Linked DNA regions of Mus musculus: region 1 is linked to region 2. A link is a contact called in public Hi-C data. All regions are on one chromosome and are shown on one strand. Each heading gives the region's core, a stretch centred on a gene start, on an enhancer-like site or on the middle of the called end of the contact. The rest is flanking DNA. Distances are from core to core; before and after follow the strand shown.

Region 1 (3,934 bases), core at 410-2,909, 520 kb after region 2:
TCACACGGGTTGGGGCACACGTTGGGGTGACCACATCACTGCCATCTATCACCTGGACATGCTATCTGATTCAATCTGTCACCAGTCTGACACAATAGTGTGTGCTGTCATCTCAGCACTCATGAAGTCGAGGCAGGAGGATTGCTTTGAGTTTAAGACCCAATGAGACTATATAGTTCCAAGCCACCCTGGGGTACAGAGAAGGATTTTACATAAAAAAAAAAAAAAAACAAAAAACCGTAAAACATAAAAACACCGGAAACTTGAGGGCAACGACAAGGGGCGGGTGGGGAAGTGTTTAAACACTATATATGACTTGAAAGGCTGTCTGTTTCCTTTGAAATAGATGAGGCACTGGGCATCCAGCCAGGAATAATACAGGTCTGAAGGCATGTGGGGGTCGCTTGCAGGTCAGGAACAGGATGAAGGCTAGACTGGAGAGCATAGATATGGCTGGTATTATGGTAGAGGGATCCAGGCACAGATGGAGAAGCTAGGCAGAAATCACAGCCATTAGGTCAAAAGCCCCAAAACAAAACTTTCTATGAAGGGCTGTAAGTGGGGCACAAGATGAGAGGGATCTAGGACGCCACCCAGCTTGGGGGGACACCCAGAAATCAACGGGTGGGGTTTGCTGAGGAATCAGATATGACAATCTGATGTGGCGCCCTTATTTAACCCTCTCACGGGAGAGCTTAATTTCTGTCCCTCTAGGGTCTGAGGCCAGAGAAGGGCACTCCCCTGTGTTAAAAGTGGGGTCTCATGATTGAAGGATCATGGGCTCTGACTTAGAACCTTTCTACTGCCTTCTACTCATCTCGAAACCCCGCCCTAAGAGCCACACCCCAGAGGCCTCTCTCACACAGGTAGGAAAATAGATCCAGGTCGCAGTTAGACCTGGCAATCCGGGAAGGGTCTGGGAAATGACAGCCTGGGTTGCCTGGAAGCCCAAAGGTGGACCAAGGGTAGATATGGTTGAGTCCTTTAATCCAGAGCAAGCCGGGTATCCCTAAAGCGACCAGGGTGGATCGGGAGCCACAGGTGATGGGAGCCACAGGTGATGGGGAGCCCCAAGAGACGGCTCCCGCAGAGGCCACCCCCACCCGGCGGCCTCGTTTCCGCAGCGCGCCCAAGGATGGGGTTGGGAGGGGAACTCTGGGCAGGGGGGTGGGAAGGAAACGAGAGGTTCAGCCTCCAGGGGACAGTGCAAGGACGGTGACAAGCGGGCGAAGAACGGTCACGATTTTGCATCCCGCCACCGAAACCCCTTAACAGCCCTCCAAATCGCCCCAAACAGGAACGCCCTGAAAAGTTCCTCAAAACCCCAGGTTCTAGCCATCAGTCCCGGTGCTGAAGGGCTCGAGTCCGTGACCAGAAGTAGATCGGAGGGGTGGGACTCCCATGGGGGTTCGAGGGTCCCTCAGCTTTGCAAGGCTCCCTCCGTCCCCTTGTAGGTGCCTCGGTGGCATGCCGGAACAAAGTGGAGAATTACAAGACGCCGGGTGAGCGGCGCACGAGGATCGGACTCACCGTGCGGAGCTCCTGGGTTCGGTCCTTCATGCTCCCGGGAGTGGCAGTAGGCGCCGGCTGCAACCGAGTAAGTCCCGCATGCGCGGATGCCGCCCCGCGGCTGCGCAGCGCCAGCCCGCGCCCCGCCCCAGTCCCTGGGACCCCCAAGCCCAACCCCAGCTGGCCACGCCCATCATGCTTCCACGCCCGGATATATCCCGCCCAGGGCTCCGCCTACGGGGAGCGCAAAGGGGTACAAACCCAGCCCTCGGGACCTGGTTCCTCCCCTCGTCAACTAGTGATCTCTGTCTAGATGCAGCTCCAACTCCTTGGCCCTTCTCTGCCCCAGCCCCCACCTCTGCTCAGCCACCCATTATCTAGATAGACCCTGGATTCTGACTCTTAGAGTCCTTCCTTTCCCCTGGATTTGCTGGAGTGGAACCCTTTCCACTTTGTTCAATGATAGTCTCACTGTGTAGCCCAGGCTAGCCTTGAACACCTGCTCCTACCTCAGCCACAGGAGTACAGGTTTTGCAGACATGAGCCTCAATGCCAGGTTTGAAAATCCCTTCTTGAACCGACCCCCGGCAACCCCCTCCAACCACCCATCCTGTCCTGAGATGGCTGAACAGGTAAAGATGCTTGCCACTAAGCTTAAAGATCTGAGTTCCAGCGGGGTGATGATAGCACATGTCTTTAATCCTAGTAGGCAGATCTCTGAGTTCAAGGCCAGCCTGACCTACAGAGCAAGTTCCAGGACAGCCAAAGGTACGCAGAGAAACTCTGTCTTGAAAAATAACAAACAAACAAACAAACAAACGATTGGAGTTCTAGCCCTGGGCCCCACGTGACTGAAGAAGAGCATTGGATTCTGTAAATTGTCCTCTGACCGCCACATGAGTGAGCTCCGTGCTTCACATATATGCAACCACACGATGGAGGCAGGAGGCACATGGCCAAGTGAATATAAAGTAAAATAAAGCCCTCTCTGTAGTGGTCAATTCTAAACCTTCCCACCTTTCTGAGCACCCCCCTGTCTCCAGACCGGGTTGCTGCCTCTTTACTCTCCCCAGAGTTTCTCAGCTCACCTGTTCGATTCAATTTGACTGCCTTTCTCTTTACACACAATACATACATACATACATACATACATACATACATACATACATACATACACAAACAAATAAATGAAATGTTTAAGATATTTAAAAGGAAAAAAAAAAAAAGCTTGCCACCCCCACCCCTCCATGCCTCCAGCCCGGAGTTCAAATGCCAGGCCTGACGTCTTATTTCCTGTGTGGAAGCTGTAGGCTGTTCAAACCTAGGCCCAGTGGAAAGATCTCAGTGGTCCCTGCAGAGCAACGTGAACGGTATGCTGGTCCCTGTAGAGCAACGTGAAGAGCCTGCCGGTTGGCAGACATGTACCTTTTAGCTTCCTGCCAGCATCTTGTTACAGAGTACACACACACACACACACACAGACACACACACACACAAGTGGTCTCAGGCTTTCTTGACCCCAAGCCAAGCACACCCACACCTCCTTGTACACTAGAGTTACCAAGGCACGGTTCTGGATTGGATCCAGCCTCCTGCTGCCCAGTGTGTCTGGCCCTGGCACCTCTCCCAGACTTTCAGTGCAGGTTAGATGGCTGGCTGACAGGCACGCTGGGACACGGGCTCAGCCTCCCCTCCGTCCCTAGAAAAATCTGACAGGAGACAAATGTGTCCTGGCACGGGAGAGAGCCATAGCCTTTCCGGTTGTCTAGACATCAACATTATGCTATATTTTATTTTTAATATTTGTTACATCATTTATTTGTGTGCATGAGAATGCCACGGCTTACACAGAGAGGTCAGGACAACTTGCTGGAGTCAGTTCTCTGCTTCTGCCTTGTGTGTCCCAGAGACCAATCCAAGTCCTTAGGCTTAGCAGCAAGTGCCTTTACTCAATGAGCTCTCTCTCTCTCTCTCTCTCTCTCTCTCTCTCTCTCTCTCTCATACACACACACACAAGCTGGCCTCAAACTTGCTATGTACCTGAAGATGACCTTGAATCCCTGATCTTCCTCCCTCTGTATTGTTCCCCTACTCCAAGGTCCCCAAACAAACCAGGTAGGCATATTGCAACCAGACTTCACCGTGGGCTACCAATGAGTCTATTGGCCTTACTCCCATTGGTGAGGGGTTTCTTCCAGGTGAATAGATGCTCCCTCAAGCTACCCCCTCCCCACAGTGGTCTGAATGGGAATGGTCCCCACAGATCCACAGGGAGGGGTAGCCTTGTTGGAGGAAGTGTGTCACTGTGGGAGTGGGCCTTGAGGTTATACATGCTCAAACTATGCCCCGGGAGGTTCACGGTCTCCGTCTACTGCCTGTGGATCAAGATGTGGATCTCTCAGCTCCTTTTCCAGCATCACTGCTG
Region 2 (4,548 bases), core at 535-3,034:
CGAGATTCAAGAGTGATGATGACCCCTGACATCGGCCTCAGATCTCCATGTGCACAGGTGCACGAATGTGCTTGCACACGGTGCGACACACCTGCAAACCGCATCTCTTTCAGTGTGGGAGGCTGGGGGGAGGGTGTCTGTGGGTAGTCTGTATACAGGTATATGCCTGTAATCCTAGCATTCAAGAGGCTGAGGCAGGATTTCTGGGAGTTCAAAGCCAATCTCAACTTTTTAGTGAAATATTATCTTTGTGCATGTAGGTGTGCATGTGTGTGCAGTACTGGCTGTCCTGGAACTCACTCTATAGACAAGGCTGGCCTTGAACTCAGAGATCCATCTGCCTCTGCCTCTTGAGTGCTGAGACTAAGGCTGTGGACCATCACCACCCGTCTTGAAACACTGTTTTTAAAGAGCATCCCTGGTGTGACCACTCAGTGGGTAGGTTGCTACACTAAGCCTATCACTCAAGTCAGATCCTGGGGTCCACACGGTAGAGAACAGAATCTAATTTGCTTTCTGACCTCCACAGAGTGCTGCCGTATGAACACAGTCCCACACATACACACAGGTACAAAATGTGTGTAAAACGTTAAAGGAAAGTCAAGCCTAGAGGCCCACGCCTATAATCCTAACAGTTGAATGGAAGAGGCAAGAGGCTCAGGGATTCAAGGGACTCAGCGACATAGTGAGTTTGATATTGTCATTAATTAAAACATTGCCTAGTACAAGTGAGACTTGTACTGGCTTCTATTGCAGAGCTAGATGGATAGCACCATCAAATTGCTTAATGCTTAACGGTGCCACTAGTTCTGTTAGTGAAGAACCTGTAACTTTTTTCTTTGCTGAGGAGCACTTCCCAGTCTGTAGGTGCTCCCAGAACAGGATGGGAGGAGTGGACCCTACCATAGTTGAACAAAGAGCATCTGTTGGGGTTTCTACCGAGATAAGGTGAGAACGAAGCAAAGTTTGGAAAGCTCTGGGGAGATCCTCGCAATCACAGGCCAGTATTTGGGGACCCTCCAGAACGGTCCTCCAGAACGGGCAGAAAGGAATGCACGAGGAGGGGACTTCGAGGACCACTAAGGCCGCCATCGCGGGTCCACACTGACGCAGAGTTCCCCAGCAAGCCGGTGAAGCATGGTGTGCAGCCATGCTTCCCTTGATCTGCCTTTCCATCCCCTCGGGAACTCGTGGCGCCGGCTGGACCGCAGGTCCTACTGCTCAGAAACCCGCAGCAGAGAAGGGCCCAGGAGGTGGCGCTTCGAAGTAGGGTGGAGTCAGCAAGGGCTGGTCTGTGGCAGCCAGGCCCCACCCACTAGCATGACGGACAAGCCTTCAGAGCAATCATAGTGCTTTTATGGTCCTGGGGGGTGGGAACAAAGGAAGAGTGACGGATGTAGGGTGGAGCCAACAAGAAAAGGTTAGGGCAGCCCATCAAGCCAGCCTGTTGACAGATAAGTCTTCAGACCAATGACAGTGCATGTAGAGGCCTGGAAGGCGGTGCATCGATTATGGGGCGGAGCCTAGGGGGCAGGTTAGGACAGCAGCCCACCAGGTCCTGCCCACTAATGATAATGGACAAACCTTCAGACCAGTCATAGTATGCGGACCGCCCTGAGGCGGGCAGCGGGTGAAGTGAGCGGAGCGCCTCCGAAGTGGGAAGAGGGGTGTGGGGAAAAGCCTCTTGGAAACATGGGGTGGGTTCTGAGGGAGATGGACAGCGCTGTCAACCAATGGAAGACGGAATCTGTCCCCGTTAGCGCCGGATCCCCGCGGGTAGGGAGGGGCGGGAGGCTCCGCGGGGATCCCGGGGCGGCCGAGGGCCCCTGACTCTGTTCACCCAGACAACATGGACCGAATGGCCAGCTCCATGAAGCAGGTATCCAACCCGCTGCCCAAAGTGTTGAGCCGCCGCGGAGTTGGTGCTGGGATGGAGGCTGCGGAGCGCGAGAGCTTCGAGCGGACTCAGGTGAGATTCGAGAACCCTGGGGCATCCCTGGGGCACTTGGAGTGATGCAGGGTGCAAGAGAGGCTTGGAAGGGAGTGGGACTTGCAGACTCGGGAAGGAATTAGGCAAGGTGGCTGCGATCGGAATCATTTTGGGGTAGGGAACTAGGCGGGTCCCAGGGAGGTTCGGGATCTACCTGGGCATCTCCACTGGCATAGGGGTCGGGGTGCACTCTGGGGAACTGCAGATTCCTGCGGCTGAGGGGACGGTCTCAGTGAGCACCATCAGGGGTCACAAGGGAGGCTAAAGGGAGTTGAAAGGGGACTGACGGAAGGGTGCTCCTGGATAGGGGAAGCACTTGGAAGTCGCTTGGTTTTTGCCAAGTGTGGGAACGCCAAGGTGGGGGTGTGAAGGGTGGCTCTGGTCGCCTTACTTTAGTATTGACTCTCCCTACACTTCCCAGCATCTCGCTCAACGGTGCCTCTAACTTGGCTCTCAGCAGCCCCAGCTGTTGGCCTCAGAGGCTGGGCCAAAGGGGTCTGAGTGATGGGAAGGACCGTAAGAAATGTGAAGTGTGGTCCAACTTGTAAAATGGCCCGGGGGTTTGGAGGAACGGGGACGCGCAGCCTGGGGTAGGAATTGAGGCGCTTGGATTGTCAGAGCTTTGCGTGCCGGCATAAGCTGTCCAGTGATACTCAGACTCCTGATTTGAGGTTTTGCTTTCACCCTCCAAAATATGCCTGACAGCTAATAAGCAGACCGCCTGCCTTATTTGTCTGGTCTGACCAGGGCAGATGGCCAAAATTCCACCGCAGTTATCAACAAAAAGCCACTATCCAGTTTTACCTCAGGCTTTTATGCATGCTGTATTGATCGGACTGAATCAAGTTGTGAGGCTCGGGGTGTGTAGTCATCAGTTCATCTGTATGTAAAATCTGTTTCTGAGAGTACAACTCCTCGGATCCCACTGCGGATGCCGGGCCGGTAGATTTCTTCTACTCTGGCTCTCCGAGTTCTACTTTGAAGATCTGAGTTGACTTCAGCCAGAGGCAGGTCCCCTGTCGTGTTCTGTGAGTAGGAAAGATGGAAGAGATAGGGAGGGCCTGTGTGTTCTATAAATGGACCTTGCTCGGAAGAAAGCCTTTTCACCCCAGGGGACTTTACACCACCTCTTGTTTCTGAGACCCCTGGGTCCACTTCTTGTGTCTGAGGGGGGAAATGGGGTAGTTGTACCCCGGGAGGGGAAAGAGAGACCACCGTCCACTTACCTCTCAATGTCTATAGAGTTTGGAGCTTTTTAAATTTCTCAGATCTTTTGAACCTTGGGCGTTGTTGCCAAAAAAAAGAAAAAAAGAAAAAAAAGTTTTCATATCCCCCCCCAACCTCTTTTATTTTTAAACTGAAAGAAGAAAATAAACTGGAGCTATTTTATAGCATCCGACTTAAAACTGAGGCAATAAGTTAGACATAAAAGTTTGAGCTTACGGCCAGCGGAGGTGGCTAAGGGGTAAAGGCTCCTGCCAACCAGTCTGGCCACCTGAGTTTCATCCCAGGAAGGGAACCAACTTGTCCAAGTTGTCTGCTGACCTCCATACTCAAGCCGTGCCATGAATACCCCTCCATATACATACACCCAAAATCACTTTTAAAATGTTTTTTTTTTTTTTTTTTTTTTTTTTTTTTTAGTTTGAACTTAATACAGAGTGATAGAATTGAGGCACTTGAATGTTTCCAGCCATAAGTAACATTTTTCCTAGTTGCCCAACAGGAAGACTGGTAGGCAGTGTCTAGTTTTACCTTCTGTAGAACACTTGTTATGAGCCGTGTGTATGTGTGTGTGTGTGTGTGTGTGTGTGTGTGTGTGTGTGTGTGTGAGAGAGAGAGAGAGAGAGAGAGAGAGCACTGAGATATTCTATAGCAGAGCTTTTCAGTTGTGGAAGTCTCCCCCCAGCCCCCTTTTTTTCTTTTTGGTTTTTCAAGACAGGGTTTTTCTAAGTAACAGTCCTGGCTGTCCTGGAGCTCACTTTATAGACCGGGCTGGCCTCAGACTCACAGAGGTCCTCCTGCCTCCTGAGTGCTGAGTTTTTTGTTTGTTTTGTTGTTGATGTTGTTTTTAATTTGTTTGTTTTGTCGCTGTTGTTCTGTTTTATTTGAGTGAGAATCTTATTATGTTGCTCAGGCTGGCCTGGAACTCAGCTGTGTAGACCAGGCTGGCCCTCAAACTTTCATTGGGAGACAGAGGCAGGAGGATCCTTGCAAGGCAGTGTGGTCTAAGTAGCAGTTCCAGGCGAACTGTGGCTATACATATTGAGACTCTATCTCAATCAGAATTTCAATAACCCAAAAATTAAAACAAACAAACAAACAAACACACTGGTGTCTTCAGAGACTAAGAGAATCAGCGTGGGTTTTATAATAATTGTAGCTAACTACTATGTTTGGAGGTCCTCTAAGTACAGTCCTTGATTTGGTATCTTTAATCTTCTCAAGAGCTGATGGAGTGGTTATCAACCCCATTTTGCTTAGAGGAAATTGAGGCCTACCGAGCGAGGTTAAATAACTTGCAGGGTAACACAGTTGGAAGTGGTCCCAACCTTTAA

Evidence for each region. A called contact is a pair of places that touch in the nucleus more often than the background predicts.
Region 1: a contact with region 2 is called in a Hi-C map of CD8 T cells, with 3 times the contacts expected there. The contact joins the promoter of Stx1a here to the promoter of Hip1 in region 2. A contact is called at or near these places in 1 of 39 promoter capture datasets (cranial neural crest), 4 of 484 Hi-C or Micro-C datasets (CD4 T cells, CD8 T cells, Th1 cells and 1 more) and 1 of 115 datasets of contacts at active chromatin or transcription factors (pancreatic cancer cells).

What each region holds. Positions count from the first base shown.
Region 1 is chr5:135,021,207-135,025,140 of GRCm38.p6, reverse strand. Stx1a (syntaxin 1A (brain)) reads right to left here and starts at 1,659. Exons shown (of 10, transcript NM_016801.4): 1 at 1,531-1,659. The coding sequence starts at 1,560.
Region 2 is chr5:135,542,358-135,546,905 of GRCm38.p6, reverse strand. It overlaps Hip1 (huntingtin interacting protein 1), which reads left to right and starts at 1,784. Exons shown (of 31, transcript NM_146001.2): 1 at 1,784-1,969. The coding sequence starts at 1,850.